Linked DNA regions of Mus musculus: all the other regions are linked to region 2. A link is a contact called in public promoter capture Hi-C data. All regions are on one chromosome and are shown on one strand. Each heading gives the region's core, a stretch centred on a gene start, on an enhancer-like site or on the middle of the called end of the contact. The rest is flanking DNA. Distances are from core to core; before and after follow the strand shown.

Region 1 (4,195 bases), core at 727-3,226, 160 kb after region 2:
GGAGCATTCTGCAACCAGACACAAAGCCTTAGCCGCCCTTAGCCTAGAGAACCACAAGCTCTCCACACAAGCTGAACAAGGGCGAAAGGACATACTCTCAGTCTCTGTCACCACCTTGCCTATGACTCTGGTTTAGTCCCAGGACAGGGGAGAGGAGGACTCCTTGCAGGAAGCTGCCATCCCTAGAACAAATGTTCTAGTTTTAAAGAACTTGGATCTGCACAAAGGTCAGCCTGTAAAGAGGGAACTGAGGCTCCCAGGAGGGCTTGGCTGGGCAGGGTGCCTGAGCAGGGGAAGGCCAGAGTAGGGGGCGGGGGGTGGGGTGTGTGGGGGGGGTGCTGGCTCTACTAGGTCAGAATCTGCTCCAGCCTTTCCCAGAGCTTGGAAGGGGTGGGGCTGCAGCTGAAGCAAAGCCTTCTCAGCCTGGGCAGGCGCTCTCTTGCTCCGCACACACCAGCTTCAGTTCTATCCTTTAGGGGTGGGTGGTGCGTGGTTCAAATGAGCCACAGCTCTTTAAGGGATAGAAGTTGTGAGGGTGCCAGTAGTGTTGCCCTAAACCAGGAAATCAGTGAGGACTCCAACCAGGAGCCCCAAACATTCTACCCCAAAGGCACACAGCATGCTAAAAATAATGCAGCAACTCCAGAAGGTGAGACAGAAGAGCTGGGAAGGTCAGGGGCAGGTTTGCCAAGTTCCTGGATCATTAAGCCTCTGCTGCCCTTGAAGATGTGGGTGCAGCCTCTCCTTGCCAGTAAGCATACATTTGTGTTGTGGTTAAAGACTTTCAACTAGCCTCAGCTGGACATCACAACCATGTGCCTTGGCAGGGGTAGAGATGAAATAAGGTGTCCAATCCCACAGGTCAGTTCGGAAAAAGACACCCGTTCCTCCCCCTCCCTGGGTTCCTCGGATACCTGTTGATGAATCCGTAACCATTCCGGACGTTGAACCATTTGACTGTGCCCAGGACTTGGATTGCTGCCAGGCAGAGATGCAGTGGGGATAGTAAGATGGGGGAAGAGACGGGAGTTGGGCTGAGTTTTGAGAGAAAACTAAGCTAAAACCTAACCTGCCTCCCTAATAAGCTGCGAGTCAACCAGACTTCGCTGGAAGTGTCAAAGTACTCTTAACCCTCTTTCTAAGTGGAAAAACACACAGGGGGGTTTCAGGCTCTCAAACCCACGTTCCTCACATCCTACGGAGTTCAGGTCTTTCACCTAGAACCGGGTACTCACCTGGTCCACCCTCAGGGTCAAAACTCAACAGCCGTTCTAGCCCTCCTAAATTTAAGAGACCCCATCCACCTGCCTCCCAAGCTCAGAGGTTTACCTAACAAGAACCGGAGTCAACTACACCAAGTATCCCGCAAACAGGGGTGTGGCCAGACCCGGAGGTTTTTATTTTCCTACCCAAAGCCTTAGCTGAACCTGCCTGCCCCGCCCTCCGGCTCATGAAGGTGCGGCAAGATTTCCCTCCAGCGGAATCCACTAATAGTTTATTCGGCAGCTCCGGGACTAGTTATGATTAGTCCTTCGGGCCAGGCCTACCTTCGGCTTTCCAGACCCCGCTGCCCCTCCCCCAGCCCGCCGACCCTGAGAGCCGCCCTAGCGCGTGCCCCCCCCTCACCCAGCACCGGCTTGTCCGCCTGACTCCGGGCCGGGGGCGCGGGAGTCCCCGAGGCCGCCGTCGCCTGGTTGCCAGGGGTGCGAGGGCCGGGCGCTGAGGGGGTCCCAGCAGCGGGGCCAGAGGCGGCTCCGCCCCCGCCGCCCGCCCCGCCGCCTGCTTTCTGCGGCTCTCCCGCGGGCACCGGTACCACCACCGCTACCACCCCCGCCGCCGTCGCGGGCACCGTCGCCGCGGGGGCCGCTGTCGCCACCACTGACGCCTCCGCCTCGCTCATCCCGCCGGGTCCAGTACCGGCCCCCGCCGCCACCGCCTCCTCCGCCGCTGCCACCACCACCACCCCGGCCCCTCCCCCCGGCTCGCGGACCGGCCACCCGGCTCGGTCCTCGCGCCCCGAGCCTCGCCCGCACGCCTGCCGCGGGCCCTGAGCCGAGGCCAATCGCAGTCGGCTGAAGCGGCGCGCTCAGGTCCCGCCTCCCGGCCGCCGGCCAATCGTAGCCGCGCAGCCCCCCAGGCCCGCACGCCAGCCCCGCCTCCCGGACTCCGCTCTAAAGCTGCGGCCCCCTCCCGCAACTCCGTAAGTACACCTGAGCCCCACCTCCCCGCCGCCACGTGATGCCCTCGGCCCAGCCCATTGGCTAATGGCTCATTTCCCCTCCCCCTCCGCCCCTTTCCACCGGCCGCGGGAAATCAAACCGGCTGGTGGCGCCTCAACGGCCACCTGGTTTCTGTGCGCAAGGCGGGGCCGGGGCGAGCCTCCAAGGTTGCCCCTGACGACCCGGGTGGGGGTAGCGGCCGGCAGCCGCGGTTCTGCAGTGAGGGGGGCCCGCTGACCTCCACTCTTCAGACGGTCGGTGCCCGAACTCTCCACCCACTACCGCCCTGGGTACCTTCCCACACAGAACGTCCACGCACACTCCAGGGCAGGCACAGTGGCTGTCACAAGCAGAAACCTCTCGTTTTTATGTTTTGAAACAAGGTCTGTGTAGCACAGCCTGGCCTTGAGCTCCTGATCCTCTTGCTTTCGCCTCCCCAGTGCAGCCTTACTGAGTTCGAAGTCAGCTTGGATCATATAGTGAGTTCCAGGACAGTTTGGGCTACACTGAGAGGCAATGTCTCAAGAAATGAGAAAAAAAGAAACAAAGCAACATTTACAGATTTAGAACAAAGCGCAGCTCTTTTCTTAGTTTTAATAAAATATCCATACATGTAGCCAACACCCTAAGATACCTTCTTTATAGGTTATGTATGGTAGATAGCACCTGTAATTCCAGCACTCTGAAAGCCAAGGAAGGAAGATTCACTAGTTGAGGCCAGGTAGAGCTCATGTGTTAAACAAACTAAAGTTCGTTATTTTTGCTCCAGGAAAGTCCTTTTAAGCCTTCTCTGGCCTCCTGACCCTCTTGCCGCAGTTCTGGTGTCTCCCATCAAGTACTTCAGATTTTCTTAGGTTCAGGATTGCAGGACCAGCTTTGTATAAGCTGTTTGCTTAAAACTTGCTATCTTTGCGTCTCGTGGCCGGGGGTGGGAGGAGTGTCTCTTCAAGTATCAACTAACCTATCTTATCGTGACTTTTTAAAAAATATGAAATGGTTTTGACCCTTTATTTCCTTTAATGTTCTGAACACACATTAGGCAGTAAACGCCACAGCAGTAACTCTTTTGTCTCAGCACCTGGAACAACGCATCACCGATCAGAATAAGTGTTGGTTCCCAATCTGCAGACGGCTCTAAGTCACTCTTTCCGAGGGCCGCCTCCTTCACATGAGAGGACATGGGCGACACTAAACAGAGATCATATTTATCCCACTGGGAGTAGCACGAGTGAGCCGCTGAGTTTGTCCGCGCTCCCCAAGTGAGCTCTGGCGGTGCCCGCTACGCGGATAGCCCCGTATGATCTCTCTCCCTGTCCCAGCGCGCCCTCTGCTGGCCTCTCCTGGGGTCCACCTAGTCATAATTTCAACAGCAAACTTGCCCACCGCACCCCTCTGGTCCTTTAAGAGCTGAGGATTGGAATTTTTAGGGCATCAGGCAGAGTGAATACAAAAAGAGAAGAGACAAGAAAAGAACCAAGTCTCCAGGGAGGCAGTAGGTGCGCAGAAATGACCGCTTCCTTATACTGTTAAAGCTTCTAACTCTAACCCTGACCCCGAAAAGAGAGAGATCCTAGTTGAGGAAAGCAATCTCACTGCTGTAACAGAAGACTCAGAAAGGTGTCAAAGGTACGGAGGAGTTCAGATGTGGGCTGAATAATGAGTGGGAGAACGAGAGGAAGCCCACAAGCGGAGGTGAGCCCTTTTTGTATTAAGATTAAGAAACTGGGGGCTGGTGAGATGGCTCAGTGGGTAGGAGCACTGACTGCTCTTCCAAAGGTCCTGAGTTCATATCCCAGCAACCACATGGTGGCTCACAACCACCCATAAAACCACCCATAATGAGATCTGACGCCCTCTTCTGGTGTGTCTGAAGACAGCTACAGTGTACTTATGTATAATAATAAATAAGTCTGCCGGGCAGTGGTGCGCGCGCCTTTAATTCCAGCCCTTGGGAAGCAGAGGCAGGCGGATTTCTG
Region 2 (4,160 bases), core at 911-3,410:
GCCCCTGAGCAGAGAGGAGAAATTGGGACAGGGTCTAATAGACTCCCCAAGTTGAGGAGACAGCCTGAAAGCCTGAAACCAAGACAGTTAGGGCATAAGGAGTCAGATCCTACACCACTTTCCTGCATCCCAGGAAACTAAATACTCACCAGAATACAAAAGCACCCAGCACCCAGCACCCAGCACCCAGCAACACAGAACTCACAGTGCTCAGTGTCCAATTGTTGGTCACAAGACACAATAGAGTAGGAAAACACAAGTCAAACTAGGGAGATGAATAGACTGAGAAAACAGACAGGGGGTTCAGTGATTCAATTCTTGCCTGTATGTGCAAGGCCCTGGGTTCCAATGGCAGTATCACAAATAAATAAGCAATAAATGAACCTATCAAAATGAGATCCCAGGATCTTTCGAACAGGACTCAGAAGTGACACTGATGCTAGCACAGGCAGGATGCTGACACAGATGCTGTGACTGGACCACACACAGGTAAAACATTAGCAATGTGACAGAGATGTAAGTCCCACGTTGCCTGGGCGTGGTAACGCGCAGCTGTGATCCCAACACTCCTGAGGCTAAAATAGGGAGGCTACTTGAGATTCCAAGGCTATAGGGTGAGTTCCAGGAAGCCTGAGCTACAAAGTGAGAAACCCTGTCTTAAAATAACAACAAAAGAAGTCCCAAGTTTCTTCTGAGATGAAACTACATCATCTGGAACACACTGGGTAGCCTGCCCAGGGCAGGATCTCTCTTACCCTAAAACCTTTTTGCAATTATGTGGGGCCTGTGTTCAAAATGTGCAAGAAGATTCAGGCAGGATACAAATGGAAATCACCCAGGATCTCTGTGCTCATTCACACACTCAGCTCATCGCCTTAACACAGTCTGTGGCTCTGCATTCATCCTAGATACAGACATGTACATACATGCACGCACATGCACACATGTACACGCATATATACACATGCACAGTGCAGTCTCGGGGGAGGCTCATCCTCTCAGATACCCCCTCACTTCTAAGCATACACACTTTTCTTGGGACCCTGCACTCAGAGGTATCAGCAGCTCACATGTAGGTCACTGTGTTGGCTAGTTTTATGTCAACTTGACACAAGCTAGTGTCATCAGAGAGGAGGAGGCCTCAAGTTAGGAAATGCCTCCATAGTATTTGGCTGTAACCAAGCCTGTAGGGCATTTTCTTATGAGGTGATTAGTGGGGAAAGGCCCAGCCCATTGTGGGTGGTGCTCTCTCTGGGCTAGTGGTCCTGGGTTCTATAATAAAACAGGCTGAGCCAGCTATGAGGAGCAAGCCAGTAAGCAGCACCCCTCCATAACCTCTGTATCAGCTCCTGCCCCCAGGATCCTGCCCTGTGTGAGTTCCTGTCCTGGATCCCTTTGATGATGAACTTCGATGATGACGAAGCATAAGGCAAATAAGCCCTTTCCTCTTCAAGTCACTTTGCTCATCGCAGCAGTAATAACCCTGAGTAGGACAGACTCGGGAGCACACTGGTCACTGAGTCAGGATGAGAGAGTCCTCACAGAAAAAGAGAGAGGAACTGGCAGCTGAGGCAAGGATCCCAGAGAGGCCCCAGAAACTGGACACTTGCCTTTCCAGTGTGGATTTTCTATCCTAGGATCCTGCACATGAGAGCCATGTTCATCATCGCCACTGAGCTGATGGTCATTCTCCTCAGAGTCCAGCTGCTGGATGTCTTGACAGTCCTTCTCCATGATGGCCCTAAGGGCTGGAGACAGATCTGAGACTGAGCTGAGATTTCCTTAGAGATGGAACTTGGGTTTGTGCTAAGACTGGAATCCCTGTGGAAGGACCGAGGGGACGTGGGTAGCTGACAGGGAAAGACTTGAAATACTGCAGGCTCCTTCCTTCCCAAGAGGTGACCTGGCTCTGCAGCCTTCCTTCCATATTCTCATGGACCAGACTATATGCTCTCATCCCTCCACCCAGAGTCCCTGAACCCAGTACCACCTGCCTCCCACTACCTCAGTTACCTGTTAAAGGTATAGAGAGCTGACTCTGGCTTTCGGAGACAGCCTGAGCCCAAAGAGAAAGAGGGGCTAAACCTGGGAGACGGGACAGGTGGTGCTAGTGGAGCTAGGTGAGAGGGAGGAGGGGCCAATCTAGGCAAGAGCTGGGTCCCTGTGCCTGAATGTCCATCTAACCAGTCACCTCCTGCCCCTGGGACTTTGGACAGTAAATAGAAACAGAAACGCAGTTGGAACTCAGGCAGTGAGCAGTGGGGGTGGGGGACATGTTTCTGTTCTCATAACCAGAGAAGGGAGACAGGAGGTCTCCTTGTATGTGCGGTATCCTTGTATGTACACACGTGCACATGTGCACACATGCGCGCGCACACACACACACACAAACACACATCATCTCTCCCTTCATTGCACAATGTCAGAAGGGGAGCAGGGGTGCAGGTGTGGAGGGGCCAGGATCCAGTCTGCTGTTTCCTCTCTATCCCTCCCTCCCTCCCCTGTTTCAGTTCCTGCCTCTTTTATTTTCCAGAACTGTTGATTTCTTCAAATATCTCTGACCAGGAGTAGAGTGACCTAGAGATCAGTTCCCTGTTCTTGCCCAATCTGAGCCTGTGACCCTGGCAACCAGCCACAGCCACAGCTTCCTATACGCTCAGCACCAGGCTCCCGCACTCCAGCGCACTCCAGCCCCACTCAGTCACACTCCTTCAGTCCTCCCCCAGACCCTCCTCATCCCCCAACCCACACACACACCGCTTTATGTTCTCTCCAAAGAAAGAAAGACTATCAAAACAAACAAGCCAAAGACCAATAAGACCAAAAAAAAAAAAAACCCATAAAAACAACAACAATAACAAACACCACAATGACGTTTCTTTTGAGTTGACAAATTACTCCTGGTCCTGGAGTATGGTGGGTATACCCCATGATGCTCCATTGTAGAAAACTGATTTTCTTTTGCCAATGGATTTGAACCACAAATAGTTTCTTGGTTAGGACTGGGACCCATAGTCCACTCCCTCCTTTTAATGGGGAGGGGTCTGATGAAGAGATCCCACTTAGGACCAAGGGAGCACTCCAAGCCTGTCACTCTCTGAACATTGCTCAGCTGTGGCTCTCTACCTCCACACTTCAGTGCAGAAGTTCTTCAAAATATGGAAGTCATAACCCCAGCACCACACTCAGTCCAGGGACACAAACACCCCTCTTCATGCCCTGCGAGTGCTACACAGGATCTACAAAGGCTGGGAAGATGACTCGGTGGGTAAAGGGCTCTTTCACAAGCATGAGGTCTTGCGTTTGTAACCCAGCTCCTGTATATGAACCAGGCACAGCAGCACACACCTATATTGCCAGCACACTGCAGAAGGGACAGAGAAGGGCAGATCCGTGGGACCAGTGTGGCCAAACAATAAACTGGGTTCAGAGAGACTCTGCCAAAAAAAAAAAAAAAAAAAGGAAGGAAGGAAGGAAGGAAGAAAGAAAGAAAGAAAGAAAGAAAGAAAGAAAGAAAGAAAGAAAGAAAAAGAAAGTAGAGAGTAATAGAGAAAAATACTAAAAATCAACCTCCTGCCTCCACACACACTGGCACTGATGCACATACTCTGCACAAATGTATGCCCATGAGTGCTCACGCGTGCACGCACACACACACACACACACACGCATGCACACACACACATTATCTATATAAATAAGGTTTTCTCATTTAACCCTCACAGCACATCACCCTATGAAGTCAATACATTTGCCTCTGGCAGAAAGGAGATTAGGTGACTTGGAACAGGTAGCTGATACTGTACTCTGGATCTGAAATGTTCCCCCCAAAAGCCATGTGTTAAAGGCTTGGTCCCCAGATTATAACACTATTAGAATATGAGGAAATTGTTAGGATGGAGCCTGCTGGAGGATGGAAGAGCCTGTTTCAGTTTGGGGAGGTGCGCCTTCCCGAGGAGACTGTGACATCCCAGTTCTCTTTCCTCTCTCAATTCAGTCAGGAGCCAAGCAGCCTTGCCGGATGCACGTCCTCTGTCATAATGAACTGCCCCACCATGGGTCCAAATCAATAGAGTGAATTTATCATGGATCGAACCTCTAAAACAAAGAACCAGAATAAGTCAGTTGATTAATCTCAGATACTGTGGTACTGGACCCAG
Region 3 (4,574 bases), core at 340-2,839, 130 kb before region 2:
TCTAGCCCCTCTTTGGGCTTCTGAGGCAGTCTTGTATGTAGCTCAGGCTGGTTTCAAACTCGACTCTGCCTCCTAAGCACCAGAGTAACAGGAACATGCCAACACAGCCAAGTTCCTTAAGATCGGATCTCACTAAATTGCCCAGATTAGCCTTTACCTCAGTCTGAAGTCCCAGCATGCCTTAAGCTTGCTACCCTCTTAGCCCGGTCTCAATAGCTGGGGTTGCAGACAGGCCTTATGTGTAGTGTTTTGCCTACATGTATTTAAGTGACCCAGATGGGTACATGCCTGTGGAGGCCAGAAGAAGGTGTCAGATCCCCTGGAACAGTGCGGGAGCTGACAAGACCTGAACCTTGTTCCTCTGAAAGAACAACAGCAAGTGCTCTTAACTGCTGAGCCATCCCTCCAGCCCCTACAGTGTGATTTCTTAAAAGCATAACTTCTTATACCATCCCCCTCTCGTTTGCCTCTTTCCCCATTGTTCTGCATATGAATTCCCAGCCCAAGGTTTCAAAGGTCAGAGTCCTGGGGAGCCTGAGGTACCATAAAAGAAAAGCCCAAGTCTTTGCTCTCAGGAGGTGAGGGGGCAGTGCCTCTAGAGCTCTGGTTAGATAAGAGGCTGACTGCTCCAGAGACCAGGGTCATAGCTTGCCTCTCTCAAGGTGTTCAGCATAAGATAAAAAACAAAACAACTGGTTAGGAAGTGGCCAGTACTAGAAGGCTAAGAGAAAGCTTCCAGCACTGCTGAGGAAAAAGTAGGTGGTAATGGGGGACTCTGGTGGTGTGACAGCCGCCCTTCCTCTTCTCAGTTATTTTTGGTCTCAGTGACCTGCTAGTTTCCTGCTAGTGGGGTCGGAAACGGCAGGAAAATAATTCTCATTACAGAAACGAATGCCAGGACTCCGGGTCGTCACCGGTCCTCGTTCCCCGCCTCCCCGCTTTATAACAGCAATACTGGGAATTGAACCAGGACCAGTTCAATGGGTCCTGTAACCCCCCTTTTAATTATGTAAAAAACAAAAACACAAAGAAAAACAAAATTGAGACGGAGTCTAGCTAAATTGCCCACGTTGACCATGAGCTTGCCTCTGCCTCCCGAGCAGCTAGGATCACAGTCTGCGCGTTCCTGTCTTCCCTCTTCCTCCGCCGCCCTCGGCTCAGCCGTCTAGAATTTTCAGGGCTTTTCTAGTCGTCCCAGGTGCTCTGTCAGTTTGACTCTTACCTCATAACCTGTCCCTTCATACCCACGCTGCATGGCAATTTTTGGATCCCTCACTAAGCAAGTGAGTTTCTGCCTGGCCAGGACCAGTTTATCCACAACCAGCCCTTTGATGCAAGTCTGGAAATGTGATTGCAGAACCGCAGAACCCTCAGGGTTAGGTCCCTTGTCACGTGGGACCTATCTTCCTCATGCCCCTCCCTACGCATGCGCCCCTCTCTCACTGCAGGTCCTGAACAATGCTGTAAACCCCGCCCAGCCCCTCCAGATCCACCCCCTGCTCTGGAGACCTGCATCCTAATTGGCGAACCAAGTGTTGGATGTTGGCCCACTTAGGCAGGTGTTAAATCCTCAAAGATAACATAATCCACAACCAGACTACCTCTCGTTAGGGTTGTGGCCCGAACCTGGTTTTATTTTCTGACCACTAAAGAAATCATCTGGCTGGAGTCTGGATCTCAGCTGCGGTCTAACCCGGCCCTGTGTCGGTGGCAGGTCCCGGTTTATAGGGCCTCCTTCCTCTTGGGGAAAGGCGCAGGCGCCACATGCTTTATCAGTAACTTCCTAGCTACCAGCCCCAGCTTAGCGCTGAGCGTCCTGCAGGGTAGGTGGGAGGGCCAAAGTGAGCGATTTAAAGCCCAGATCAGGCAGGGGCTCTTAGGAGTTGCCCCTTTGTTCCTTTCGGAATGGTGCGCAGGGCTGAGCCCCCCGACGGGGGCTGGGGATGGATGGTGGTGCTCTCAGCGTTCTTCCAGTCGGCGCTCGTGTTTGGGGTACTCCGTTCCTTCGGTGTCTTCTTCGTGGAATTTGTGGCGGCGTTTGAGGAGCAGGCAGCCAGAGTCTCCTGGATCGCTTCCATAGGGATCGCGGTGCAGCAGTTTGGGAGTGAGTGCGGCGTCCGGGTGCGGTGGCCTGCCACCCTCGGAGAAAAGAGGGAATTTGGGGACCAGAAAGGGGAAAGGGTCGGGAGGATGCTGAGGGAGGGTGGCGGAGACCACCTCGCAGAACCCATTCCAATTCCCTAGGCCCAATAGGCAGTGCCCTGAGCACGAAGCTGGGGCCCAGGCCTGTGGTGATGACTGGGGGCATCTTGGCTGCGCTGGGGATGCTGCTTGCTTCATTTGCTACCTCCTTGACCCACCTATACCTGAGTATTGGGCTGCTGTCAGGTGAGACCCTGGGCAAGGGCAGAAGTCTAAGGCCTGTATCTCAAGCTTCTGGGTTTTTCACCTTCTTCCACCTCTTTCCAAAAAGGCTCAGGGAGAACCTATGCCCTGAAGGGAATTCTTAAACTGAATGACTAAGTCAGAGATAATCCAGAAAACACAAGCCCAAACCCATCGGACTGGAGGGTAGAAGGGAGGTTGTTATTAAGATTGCGCTAGGTAGAGACCGAAATAGATATCATTGCTTACTTAAAAAATTAATAGTGACGCTTTCGATGCTTACATACCCGGGCAATGGAAGATTAATGTAGCCAAAAACAGTAGAGATGGGGCTCTTATTCCAAAGTTCTGTGTTAGGTACTTTAGGAACACTATCTTTTGTCTTCCCAGATCCCATAGAGCAGCGGTTCTCAACACGTAGGTAGCGATCCCGTTGGGAGAGTTGCTCAATTCTTTCATGGGGGGGGGGGGTGGTCACATAGCAGATGCTCTGACTTCAGATATTTTCATTACGATTCGTAACAGTAGAAAAAATACAGTTAGGAAGTAGTAATGAAAATAATCTTCTGGTTTGGGGGAGGAGGGTCACCACAACATGTATTGAAGAGTCAAAACATTAGGAAGGTCAGGACCCACTGTTATAAGGTGTGTTAACCCCATTTTGCAGATGAGGTGGTTGAGCCTGGGAGAGTAAGCAGAACACACAAAGTCACACAGCTAGAAAGTGTTAAAACCCAGCACTGTGAACACCCAGGTCTGTGGGCGTGCAAAGCAGGGGCTAGTCTGCTCCAAGGTTGTGCTGGGATTACTGGGTGTTCTGAGCACCTCCAAAGCCCACAGCCTCCCGCCTTGTTCTCCTTTTGACAGGCTCTGGCTGGGCCCTGACCTTCACTCCGACCATGGCCTGCCTTTCCCGTTACTTCTCTCAGCGTCGATCTCTGGCCATGGGGCTGGCCCTGACTGGAGTGGGCATCTCCTCTTTTGCATTTGCCCCCCTCTTCCAGTGGCTGATCAACAACTATGCCTGGAGAGGGGCCCTCTTGCTAGTGTCTGCCCTCTCACTACACCTGATGGCCTGTGGTGCTCTCCTCCGCCCACTCTCCCTGACTGAAGACGCTGCTGTGGGTGGCCCTGGGGCCCAGATCACCTCTCTCCTCCGCCATGGTCCCTTCCTCCGATACACTGCTGCCCTCACCCTGATCAACACTGGCTTCTTCATTCCATACGTCCACCTGGTGGCCCATCTGCAGGACCTGGGCTGGGACCCACTGCCTGCGGCCTTCCTACTTTCAGTGGCTGCTGTTTCTGACCTCGTGGGGCGCGTGGCATCTGGTTGGCTGGGAGATGCAGTCCCAGGGCCTGTGGCCAGGCTTCTGATGCTCTGGACCACCCTGACTGGGGTGTCACTAGCCCTGTTTCCTGTTGCTCAGGCTTCCTCAACCCTGGTAGTCCTGGCTGTGGCCTATGGTTTCACATCAGGAGCCCTGACCCCAGTGGCCTTCTCCGTGCTTCCTGAACTGGTGGGGACTGGAAGGATTTACTGTGGTATGGGACTGGTGCAGATGATCGAGAGTATCGGCGGGCTGCTGGGGGCTCCTCTATCAGGTAAGAGAAGTGGGGTTGCCAGCTGGGCCGGGGATGTCATGTTGTCTAGTTGGGGGAAGGAACTAGTTCCACAATGGTATGTGTTAATGGTGCCCTCTAGTATGTAAACAGTGTACCGCCTGCATAGCCAATCATAACAGTCCTAAAGTGAGTTCACAGGAGGACAGAACTTGGGTCTAAGAAGGTCTGAGTGGGAAGACAACAGTGAAACTTCAGGCTTGGTTTTCAGAAGACCTGGCTTGGCCTAACTTGTCAGTGTCTTATCTTTTCCTTTGGCCCAGTGGGCCCCTACCCAAATGTCTGAAACGTCTGGTTAAAGTTCGCTGTGCTCAAGATGCCAGAACCTTCTGATCTTTAACATCTTCCCCTTAACTATTAACTGAAGGCTTAAAAGGTCCACTGTTGCCAGAACAAACACACAGATATGCTTGACTTCCTATGGCTCACCAACACCTACAGACTGCTTTGGGAGTCCTTTCTTCAGGAAGGGCGGCAGCTGAAATGACCTTTGGAGGCTGTTTAAGAAACCCTAGTCTCGTATTCATCCAGTCTCACCTTGGGAGTTCCATCTCTTGCAGGACAGT

What was found. Capture Hi-C pulls out chosen DNA fragments and counts their contacts.
Region 1: a promoter capture Hi-C map of liver shows a contact between it and region 2. The contact joins the promoter of Ybx2 here to the promoter of Asgr2 in region 2. A contact is called at or near these places in 4 of 39 promoter capture datasets (embryonic stem cells, macrophages and stem cell-derived epiblast-like cells), 1 of 15 datasets of contacts at CTCF or cohesin (embryonic stem cells), 6 of 484 Hi-C or Micro-C datasets (the Ba/F3 cell line, embryonic stem cells and rod photoreceptor), 3 of 115 datasets of contacts at active chromatin or transcription factors (embryonic stem cells, memory CD8 T cells and pancreatic cancer cells) and 2 of 9 other capture datasets (adipose tissue and liver).
Region 3: a contact with region 2 is called in a promoter capture Hi-C map of adipose tissue. The contact joins the promoter of Slc16a13 here to the promoter of Asgr2 in region 2. A contact is called at or near these places in 17 of 39 promoter capture datasets (the C10 cell line, the HPC-7 cell line, HPC-7-derived erythroid cells and 10 more), 3 of 484 Hi-C or Micro-C datasets (bone marrow-derived macrophages, embryonic fibroblasts and nephron progenitors), 15 of 115 datasets of contacts at active chromatin or transcription factors (bone marrow-derived macrophages, craniofacial prominence, embryonic forebrain and 10 more) and 4 of 9 other capture datasets (adipose tissue, liver, macrophages and 1 more).

What each region holds. Positions count from the first base shown.
Region 1 is chr11:69,933,680-69,937,874 of GRCm38.p6, reverse strand. Ybx2 (Y box protein 2) reads right to left here and starts at 1,976. Exons shown (of 9, transcript NM_016875.3): 1 at 1,627-1,976; 2 at 915-978. The coding sequence starts at 1,900.
Region 2 is chr11:70,090,644-70,094,803 of GRCm38.p6, reverse strand. Asgr2 (asialoglycoprotein receptor 2) reads right to left here and starts at 2,160. Exons shown (of 9, transcript NM_007493.3): 1 at 2,014-2,160; 2 at 1,611-1,748. The coding sequence starts at 1,734. It overlaps Gm32946 (a long non-coding RNA gene), which reads right to left. Exons shown (of 4, transcript XR_879978.1): 4 at 3,539-4,098.
Region 3 is chr11:70,218,009-70,222,582 of GRCm38.p6, reverse strand. Slc16a13 (solute carrier family 16 (monocarboxylic acid transporters), member 13) reads left to right here and starts at 1,589. Exons shown (of 4, transcript NM_172371.3): 1 at 1,589-2,104; 2 at 2,245-2,388; 3 at 3,253-3,990. The coding sequence starts at 1,906.